Linked DNA regions of Mus musculus: region 2 is linked to region 1. Evidence: chromatin contacts called from public promoter capture Hi-C data. All regions are on one chromosome and are shown on one strand. Each heading gives the region's core, a stretch centred on a gene start, on an enhancer-like site or on the middle of the called end of the contact. The rest is flanking DNA. Distances are from core to core; before and after follow the strand shown.

What was found. Promoter capture Hi-C pulls out the DNA fragments that hold promoters and counts their contacts.
Region 2: a contact with region 1 is called in a promoter capture Hi-C map of liver, with 3 times the contacts expected there. The contact joins the promoter of Hspbap1 here to the promoter of 1700119H24Rik in region 1. A contact is called at or near these places in 1 of 39 promoter capture datasets (liver) and 1 of 115 datasets of contacts at active chromatin or transcription factors (pancreatic cancer cells).

Annotation. Positions count from the first base shown.
Region 1 is chr16:34,936,387-34,941,575 of GRCm38.p6, forward strand. It overlaps 1700119H24Rik (RIKEN cDNA 1700119H24 gene), which reads right to left and starts at 2,943. Exons shown (of 3, transcript NR_040536.2): 1 at 2,782-2,943; 2 at 362-380. It overlaps Mylk (myosin, light polypeptide kinase), which reads left to right. Exons shown (of 32, transcript NM_139300.3): 18 at 2,540-2,626.
Region 2 is chr16:35,767,678-35,772,866 of GRCm38.p6, forward strand. It overlaps Hspbap1 (Hspb associated protein 1), which reads left to right and starts at 2,709. Exons shown (of 8, transcript NM_175111.3): 1 at 2,709-2,862. The coding sequence starts at 2,799. It overlaps Slc49a4 (solute carrier family 49 member 4), which reads right to left and starts at 1,693. Exons shown (of 9, transcript NM_153550.4): 1 at 1,222-1,693. The coding sequence starts at 1,564.

The DNA.
Region 1 (5,189 bases), core at 1,693-4,192:
CTAGAAAAGAGTTGGCTTTCTACAGCTACGGAAGCAGAGACAGTGTAAACGACTTGCCCAAGTTCTCAAGGGTGCTCGTGACAAAGAATGAGAACTTTCCTGTTTCTTGGTTCCAACCCGCACCAAAATAGCATCCAATGGGACCCACAAGGAATGGCATCCCAGGCTGAACCTCCCCCCTCCCCATTGCCCTCTTTCAGAAGCCAGAGAACTGGGCCTCTCCCCTTGGCTTGCTTGTGCCTCGGCTTATCTGTCAGAAAAGGAACTTTGATCCTTCTCTCACAAACTCCTCTCTGCTCCGGAGCTTACCCGGAGGGACAGAAAAGAGTGCTGAATCAGGAATTCAATACTACATACTCACTTTATCATTCACCCTTTTCCTGAGAAGGGGAGAACAATCGAAGACAGACATTTCTGAGTGCATCTTTCTTTAAAGTCCTGGGGGTCCTTCTGTTCCATGTGTGCACATGGAACCTGGTGCCCAGGGTGAACAGCAGCTTGAGACCTTATCAGCGCCACATGGCAGGAACCCTGAACTCAAGCTCTGGGGCACCTTTGCTCTTATGGAGGGAGTAGGGCATAGCCACACCATGGGGGACAGGGTATCAAGGTTATCAAGTGGTGCTTAAAAGGATCACTTCTGCCTCCCTTCCTTTACCCCTCACCCCATCTTCATATACTGCTGGAAAGTCCTCATTAAGCCCAAACAGAATCATTCCTCTGTGTGTGTATGTGTGTGTGTGTGTGTGTGTATCTGTGTGTGTGTGTATCTGTGTGTGTGTCTGTGTGTGTGTGTATCTGTGTGTGTGTGTATGTCTCTGTGTGTGTCTCTGTGTGTGTGTCTGTGTGTGTGTGTGTGTCTGTGTGTGTGTCTGTGTGTGTGTGTGTGTCTGTGTGTGTGTGTATCTGCGTGTGTGTGTCTGTGTGTGTGTCTGTGTGTCTGTGTGTGTGTATCTGTGTGTGTGTGTCTGTGTATCTGTGTGTGTGTGTGTATCTGTGTGTGTGTGTGTGCGTGTATCTGTGTGTGTGTGTGTGTGTGTGTGGCTTTGGGTCATCTTCAACAGGGAATTGACCTTAATATTCCTCAGCTGCCACCCAGCTGAGCCAGCTGTGCCCACAGCAGTCTCTGTCCATGGATTACCCAGCTCATAAAGAGTACAGGGATATCCTGGAGGAAGCCTAGCTGGTGACAAGCTTCAAAAATAAGACTTAAGTAGAAGGGGCCCTGTGGACAGAGCACAGATGTCATCTAGAATAAGTGTAACCAGGGAAGCGGGTAAAGTGCATGTCTCCAACCCCTGCCATTGATGGGTGCAGTACCACTCCTCACAGGGAGCCCAGTCTAGCCAAGACCAGCTGAGGCTGCCCATCCTGGAAGCAAGGACAGTCTGTTAGCCCTTCCTCAGCCAAGCCACAGGAATGTGGCCAGAGCCCTGGCTGGAAAATCCCCTCCTCCCTCTGAACTTCCTCCTCCAGAGCGGAAATGAAGGATGAGGACAGGAAGGGGCTTAGGGGGAGGTGCCTTCCATCCTCTCCCCCAAAGAGTAGTAAAAACACTGCCCGGTGATTGTCATTCAGCCAGCAGCTTCTTATCTAAGTCCTGAGTGGTTTTCCCACAACGTTTGAAAGTCCAGTCTCATTGGTACTCAGGGGTTTTCTGTTCAGTTCCACCCAGCCTGCAGTGCCATTCTCCTTTGTCCACAAGAGACCCTCCCCCAGTTGAAAGTCCAGTCTCATTGGTACTCAGGGGTTTTCTGTTCAGTTCCACCCAGCCTGCAGTGCCATTCTCCTTTATCCACAAGAGACCACCCCCCTAGTATTGTACCCACCCCCAGCATTTTCTGAGCTCTACTGTAACATGGAAGAAGGAACTTGCTGCCAGCATCAAGCAGTGGCCACTGCAGGAATTCATAGGCCTGCCTTGAGGAGGTACCCCAAAAGCCCCTGACTGAGTCCCAGCCTCCGTCTCAGAGAGACTATGCCAGTGGCTGACTCTGAAGCCCTCAATTGGCTAGGCCTGACCCAGTGCAAAGGCAAGCCTTAGAAATCTAAGGCCATAAACACCGTTCAGTCCATGAGTCCAGAGGTCCAGAGGGCCCAGTCTTCTCCTCCCTCTGTGTGAGGCCTTTACCTTTGCAGAGAGCCTTTGGAATGTAGAACATTTAAAGGAGAGAATCAAAGCCCAGTGTGGGCAAAGGGAATTGAGAGCCTAGGCCCTGCTAAGTGGCCTTAGTCCTGGCAGTGTCTGGGGCTGCAGTTGGGAGCAGTCACTAGCTCCCTGGCCTGGCCATCCATCCTGCCAGCGACTGTTCTAGCCACCTGATTTATCAGGTCCATCCAGCAGGCTCTCCTTCTTTGGTACTCCCCTGGAGGAAGGGCCCACTGCAGGCGCCACTTGGCGGGCACAGAGGGCCTCTGGGTGGAACGTAGGGGTGGGTGGGCCAGCTAGGGTCAAGGTAGGGTTCTGACTGAGGGCCTCCCCTACTCAGCTCCTCAGATAGCCACTCACTGATGTTTGTGTTCCTTTTTTTTGTTCCAGATGCTCAGACCAGTGAGAACACCAAGGCCCCGGAGATGAAATCCCGGAGACCCAAGAGCTCTCTTCCCCCTGTGCTAGGAACAGAGAGTAAGTGCTGCGCGCTGGGCTTTACCATACAAAGGCAGGAGTGGTGGCAGAGTCCCAGCTTCCTGGTCACCAGCTCTGTCCTGAACTCCTTGGGGACAAGCTTCTGCCCATCTCCCTGAGTGCCCTATGTCCCCCTGACTACTAAGCCAAATTACCTTTCCTCAAACCCCTGCCAGTCTCTCTTCACCCCATCCACAGCCTGCGTATGTTACCCGTGGTCTTCATCTTCCTGACCACAGCCCTTTCCACCTCCCACGTCACTTTCGGTTGGCACTTAAACCCCTGTGGGGACTGTCCTTCTTCTTTAAGTTGATTCTGTCCTGTCAAGGGAGCCTTCCTAAATTGTTACTCTGCCCTTATGACATCATCGGGAATGTCCAAAGGTCCTCAGTGCCCACAGACTCCCACAAGTGAGCCTCTCATCTATTGTGTATGCACAGGTGCTGTCCCCTGTGCACCCTGACTGCCACCTCTCTCCATGTTCTGCTGTGCTCCCTCACAGCTATGCCACACAGAGCTCCTCACTGCGCTCTGGGGAGCTCCATGGAGCAGTTATAAAATATAGCCTACATAATCAAACTATAATACCTATCAAATAAAATTATATAATAGATAGACACCTAAAGCTCTCAAAGGCCGTAATACAGCCCTGCCTTCTGCTGTAATTACTAGTGCGATTTTATTAGCCGAACTACTTTCTGACATTCCCAGTTTTTATAGGGCACAGAGTTGCTTGGACATCCCCAGAACACTCTAAGTTTTAAAATAAACTTTTTTTAACAGAAAGCCAGGCGTGAGGCACGCTTGCAATCCCAATATTTGAGAAGCTAAGGGGAGGCCAGCCTCGGCTACATAGTGAGTTCTACGCTAATCTGAGATTCAGAGTGAGACTCAAAAAAAGTAAGATTAAGAAAAACCAACTAAACAACAACATCAACATCAGAAGAGAAGCTCTCGCTTCTGCTAGTGGAGGACAGTGATGGGTCTCACTGTTCGGAAGAGCGCTTCCCTTTAGTTATCAGACAGTGGTTTATGGCTGCTTTATTCTTTTCTTTGTAAAAGCAGTGCTTTTGCCTTGCTGGTGCTGAACTCTTGGAACACAGCTCATCAGCCTGAGGTCAGAAGTCCTCAGCCTTCATGGAGGGGTAGCCAAAGTGGATTTATAATTTCTCCTAGATGTTTACACAAAGTGAGACCCACTCAGACAGCAAAGGAGCCACGACTGCTCAGAGCAGACTTTAATAAGCTGTTAAGAGCCCAGGCACAGCCGTAGGGACCCAGGAGGAGTGAGTTAGTAGTGTTACTCTCCAGAACTGTTGCCTGGGCCTTGCTGTGCTACCTATGGGAGACCATGAGAGGGGAGATGTTGTGACTTGCTCAGTGATGAGGCTGCTCACCTGACAGGGACAGAGGTCCAGCCACCTCCCGTCTTCAGGTCTGGAACATCCTTTAGGTCTGTGCGGTCCCAAGGAAGGTGAGGCAGGGTCAGAGCAGAACTGTGGGAGAAAAACAAGTGCCATGAGGCTGGGAGACAAAGCAGACCAGCTCTGGGCACTTTGCCCCGCAGAGCAGAGTCCTTGGAAAACCCCAGCCAAGTTGTCCTCATCCTACTGGCAGCTATAGCTGGGGATTAGATTCACCTGGAGAACATGGAAACCACCCCGCCCAGGCTGCCCCCAGACCAATTAAACAGAAACTCAAGGGTGGCAGCTGGATTTCCGTGGTTTTGTTTATATTTCTAGATCATCCCAGTGTGTGGCCACGCTAAACATCAGCCTTCTAGAGGGAACTGGCCTTGCTTTCCTTGCTTGGATAGCAAGAAGAGGTTGAGAGCAGAAGAGGATTTGCTTGCTGCCCCTGTGAAGCGTGGCAGAGTCACCTTACTCCAGACAGTCTTAATCAGGGGGAGCGGGGCTGGCAGGAAGTGTTTGAACTCTCCAGGAAACACACAGCACCCCACTCCAGGAAACACACAGCACCCCACTCCAGAAAACACACAGCACCCCACTCCAGGAAACACACAGCACCCCACTCCAGGAAACACACAGCACCCCACTCCAGGAAACACACAGCACCCCACTCCAGAAAACACACAGCACCCCACGGTGCTGGGGTAGTAACTCCACCCACCTGTACGCAAGGGAAATATCACTCCTCTGTGGTCCAGAGATGGACATCTCACCCCATGCACCCTCGTGGCCACTTTGCCTCCCTATGCTGGCTGGTCCGCTCAGTCCTCACCGCCCTAAGCCTGGTGTCACACTGCATTAGCTTATGACACTGGTTGCCCTTCCACAGACATTCTTGCCTTTTAGAAACCTGCACCTCAGAGGCCTGAGAGACGCCACCAAAACTTGTCCTTGGAGCCTTTTGACAAGGCGGCTGCCCGGGGCCAGGAAGGGAAGGAGATGTCTGAGGCCTGTGTCCTCTGTTCTTTATCCTTTGAGGATAATTTATTGTTCAGTAATTGCTTAAGTTACATGTGCATTATTCTCATCTGAGCATCTTAAAACATACATGCCAAGTACAATGTGAAAATCCTCTTCTCTCTCATATTCCAATT
Region 2 (5,189 bases), core at 1,459-3,958, 830 kb after region 1:
AGGACTGTGTTGCACCAGATGATCACAGCTCCATATCAACCTATGTTCCACTCTTACTTTGCAGGTAATGTTTGTGTTCACCCAGATTCCTATGTTGAAATCCTACTCCCAGCTAAGTGACTGAACTAAGAGGTGGCCGACTGGGGATGAAACAAATTTTTGAGGGCAAGGGCTGGACAGATAGGGTTACTGCCCTCATAAGAGAGACCCCAGAGAGATCCCTGGCCACTTCCCTTATGACATTACAAAGAAATGAGCATTGTATGAACGATGCTCACCAGATAAGCATTCTGCTTGGCCCTTCATCTTGGACTTCCCGGTTTCCAGAGGGGTTATAAATAAATGTCCTTCATTTTATAAGCTTATGGCTGTTTGTCAATGGGCCAGTAGACTAAGGCAATGTCCCAAAACTACCCAAAGAATCTATTGTATCAAAACTCGTAAAAGACTGAACAGAAACAAAGCAGTTTCCGACCAGTATCCGACCTCATAACCTAAGAAGTCTAAATCGTGCACAGCAGCCTCCTGGGGGTTTTATTTATCCTCTGGAGGGATAATTCAACATCTTGACTCTTTCCACTCTGGCCTTTTCCTCATCTCACAGAATCACACTGGCAATTGGCAAAGTGAGAAGCCTGGAGTCCCTAACTGAAAGAGAGCCTTCCTGCATCTGCGATCTTTATCTGAGAGTAATAAATCGCAACTGAGAAGTCACCCAGGCGGAAGCTCTCGGTTTACCTGGGGTTCTACCTTCCAGAAACCCAAGCGTCAGACCCGAGTTTCCCAACAGTCATCCAGGGCTGGAGTCACCACGCCAGCTCATTACCCTCTTACATCTGGTCATCACCAGTCTCTTCTGATCTTTCGCTCTCAGCACCCCAAATCTCTTTGAAATTTAAGCATGAGTCACTTTTGTCAGGTGTCAAAGACATTCATAGCAAGTGCACTGGATGGCTCTGATGTCCACAGTATACAAAGCCTTCTACATCTGATGATTGTGGCATAAAGGGCGTAACACAAAACATCAATACTTGGAAAGCATCCTCCGTATTTGTCGCTTTGGGGACAGAGGGTTCCCGAGTAAGGAATGGGATGCCAGCTACACTGGGTCACCTCACACAACCCCTAGACCAAGCCCAGGGAGACACAGGCAGGCCCGGATCCTGGCAGGCGCCAACTCCCAGAGAAGGGACACGCCCGCAGGCGTCCCGGACCCCTTACCTCTCTTGTCCAGCAGCCACATGAACGCGAAGCAGGGCAGGAAGCCTATGGGCCCCCAGAGGACCAGGAGCGCGATGTCCCATCCGGAGAAGCCATAGGCCTGGCGCGCCGAGTTCTGGATGGGGCCCCAGGTGTTCCAGACCAGGCCCTGGGCGAACGCGAGGAGCGAGAAGAGCAGCAGCACCAGCCAGCGGCGCCCGTACACCCTCCCGGGGTTCGGGCCCGCCGCAGGCAGCACGGCCGTCGCCTCCCGGCCCCTGCGCGCAGCCCCCGGCGCAGGCCCGAGCCCCGGCCCCAGCAGCGGCTGCCGCTCCTCCTCCTCGCTGCTCCAACCCGAGCCCATGGCGACGCCGCCCGCCGGCCCTGCCCGACGCGTCCCGGTGGCCGCAGACCAGCCGGGAGCTGACTGGGCGGGTGGAGCGGGAGCCGGAGCCGGAGCTGCTCTAGTCCTCGGCCTCCCGGGCGCGTCTGCTGCGCCTGCGCCGCCCGAGCCCGAGGGGAGGAGGCGAGGCGGGGTCCACCCTGCTCGCTGGGAACCCAGGAATGCCCCGGGGAGAAGCCCGGGACCCTACGAGTGGAAAGGGTAGAAGATCGCGGCCGGCTGGGAGACTGGAGCGAAGTAGGCTGAGTCAGTCACTCGCGGGTTGCTTGGAGGAAGTGCCCAAGTTTACATCACGTGCCTAATAAACAACTCGCTGACCTCGGGTCACTTATCCCAATGCTTGGGTCTATATTAGGCTTACTTTTGTTTTTATTGGGTTTCTAACTGCAGAAATTATAGACGGCAGGATACTGAAGTTTAGGAAGGTCTCAGGGTATTGTTTCATGAAGACCATTTGGTTTTGTATGTGTCTTACGCATCCAGTGAGATTATAAACTAGCCAATTTTCCTTCATACATATAAAGAGTTTTTTCTACCCATTTTGTTTGTCATGCAAACGGGTAAATAATATGGATTGTGTTAAAGTTGGAAGACAGTGACCTAGATCTCTCTCTTGGTATGTTAGCCAGACTAAATAAACGGCAAAAGCTGGAGATTGTGCATCTCTTGACCACATAGACATAGACATTCATTTGTTCAAATGCACAAATCCAGAACTCTGACAGCTGCCTGTGTCCTTGAAAACTAGTCATTTGCTGACATATCTGGCTCAGCAAATGAGTCACAGGGAACGCCTTCAAGGGGTTCGTATTCCCAGGCAGTCACGAAAACCAGCTGGAATGGCACTGATGCCAAGGGAACCAACAAGGTGGAAGAGTAGGCACGCCAGCCCCGGGGTCTCCTAAATCGCGAGTCCGACTGAGAGAAAGCCAAGGCGAAGATGGAGGATCCGACTAGAGAAGGAAGAGAAACAGCAGACGCTAAGGGTGGAAGAAAGGAGCCACAGCCCAGCCCACGTGCTCGCCGCCTTTCAGCTTCCAAAGAGCAAAACAAACCGGCGTGGCCACGCCCAGCGCCGTCACGTGACCGCGGCGGCGCCGGTTCCGGCAGAGGCGGAGGATCCTTCCTGTGTGGAAGCCGCAGATCCCGGTGAGCCCTCTCACCTGGCGCTCTCTCCATCCTCGGCGCGATAACCATGGCAGCAGGCTGCGAGGGCATCGCGCCCCCGACCCTGGGCGAGAGAACTGTGGGGGAGGAAGGTAGGTGCGAGCCAGGGACGCCGAAGTGCCTCCGAGCGGTGCGGATGGGCGCGGCTCCATCCCAAGTCTCGCCCGCGGCGTGTTAGGCCTGGGAGAAAGTGACTTTTTAGAGCATGTGGCTTCTTAACGTCGTGCGGATCAGTTTTCTGATCTATCGGGACAAGTACCACTGTGGAGTAAGAAGTTCCTCTGAGGACTCCAGGATCGCTGGCCTCTGAGGGAATTTTGTGGCAATTCTCTTGTCTCTGTTGGGATTCCAGGTGTATGCGACCATAACTTTTTATGGAGGTCTCTGGGGAGTTCGCCAGACTTGTGCACCAGGGGTTTTTACTTGACAGTCCATCTCTCCTGTCCCAAATCATTCTCTCATTTTTTAAAAAACCAATTTATCTTCCTGATAATGTGTCCTGTATCCTATTTTATGCCTCTCTTATCCACCATTCAACAGCAAAAGTGACACGTAAGATTCTTTAATAATTTGTATTGGACTTAGAACCTCCACTAAAATCCAAGCTCCAAAAACCGTGACCTACACAAAAATTTAATTTGGGGTCTGTTGTGTTTTATAAAAATAAGGAGAATATGTTTGGTGGATGTGTAGTCAGGTGTTGGGGAAGGGGGTGCCTCCGCTCCGCGGGCCCATGCTGAGGCATCCCTTCCCCTTGAGGGACCAGCCACACAAAGGTATAGTAGAGAATAGAGTTTCTTCAGGGTATGGGAGCGGAGTTGAGCGAGTAAAGGCAGAGAGAGAAGAGGAGTAGAGGCCGGCCATGAGCACGTGGAGGGGGGAGGGGAATGGAGAAAGGTTAAGGAGCAAGGGCAAGAGAGCAAGAGAAAGAGGAGGGGCAATCAGCCCCTTTTACCATGAGTCAGACACCTGGCTGTTGCCAGGTAACTGTGGGGCGGAGCCTGGAGAAAATGCCCACTGGGTCTGTTGAGGTCTCTAAGCATCTCTTCTGTTTGTACATTCTTAAACATTTTTAATTAGCCATAAAATGTGGGTTTCGTACGTTCTTGACTGGTCGATTCCCTTTCCATCATACTTGTACCCATCTTGCAGGTTCCAAATATCTCTAACCCTTGCATATTCTACTAGATGTTAAGCGCTTTGTGGAAATAACCTGTGGTGGTTTGAATAAAAACGGCCCCATAGGCTCATCTACTTAAATGTTTGGTCCCCAGTTGGTGGAAATCTGGGAAGGATTAGAAAATGGCCTTGCTGGAGGTGTGTCACTAGGGGTAGTAGGCTTTGAGGTTTCAAAAGCCCGTGCCATTCTCAGCGCTCTCCACTGCCTGCTTGTGGACCAAAATGTAAGTTTTCAGCTATTGCTACAACTTCATGCTTGCCTGACTATTGCTATGCTCCCTGCCATGATGGATCATGGATGCTAACTGTCTTAGAGTTATCATTTCTATGAAGAGACACCACGACCAAGGTAACTGTAATAAAAGGAAACATTTATTTGGGGCTGGCTTACAGTTTCAAAGGTTTAGACCATTATCATCATGGTAGGAAGTATGGCAGCCTTTAGGCAGGCATGGTGCTGGAGGAGCTGAAAGTTCTACAGCTTGATCCCGAAGAGAGTCAGGAGGAGACTCTCTTCCACACTGGGCAGAACTTTGAACCCTAGAAGATTTCAAAGCCCGCCTACACAGTGACATACTTCCTTCAACAAGGCCGTATCAGGTAAACTCTTGCTTCATAAGTTGCCTTGGTAATGGCATCCTTACAAAACTAAGACCGAAGTTGGTACTAGGGGAAGGGTATTTCTGTGACAGACCTGACCACACTAGTTTTGGGGGAATGTAGAAGACTTTGGGACTTTGTGTGTGTAATCGTGGCATTAGGAAAGTAATAAGACATTTCATTTACCACTGTGTGTCCAGTAGCACATAACAGTATCAGGCATGTAATAAGTATGCTGAGTGAATGAATAAGGGGTCCCAGCCAGGTAAGGTATTGCATACCTGTACCCCATAACATAAGAGAGTGGATGAGGAACTCAAGGTCGTTTTTGGCCACATAGCAAGTTTGAGGCCAGCCTAGACATAAACCTTCTCTCAAAGAAAATGAAGAAGGGGCCAGTGAGATAGTGGGTAAAGTGCTTACCCTGCATGGCTGGCAACCTGAGTTTGAACACCCACCCATGCCAGAACACACGCACAGTGGGTTGGCCTAAGGCTGCCTCTATTCTCATACTAAGTGCTGGCTAAATGGAGTCAGCACATAGACCCAGATGCCTGCAGCCAATAGCTGGGGAGAAGAGAGGTAGGCGGGACTTAGGTTTCCTAGGCTAGAGACCGCGAGGAGGAGCAGGAAGGGAGGA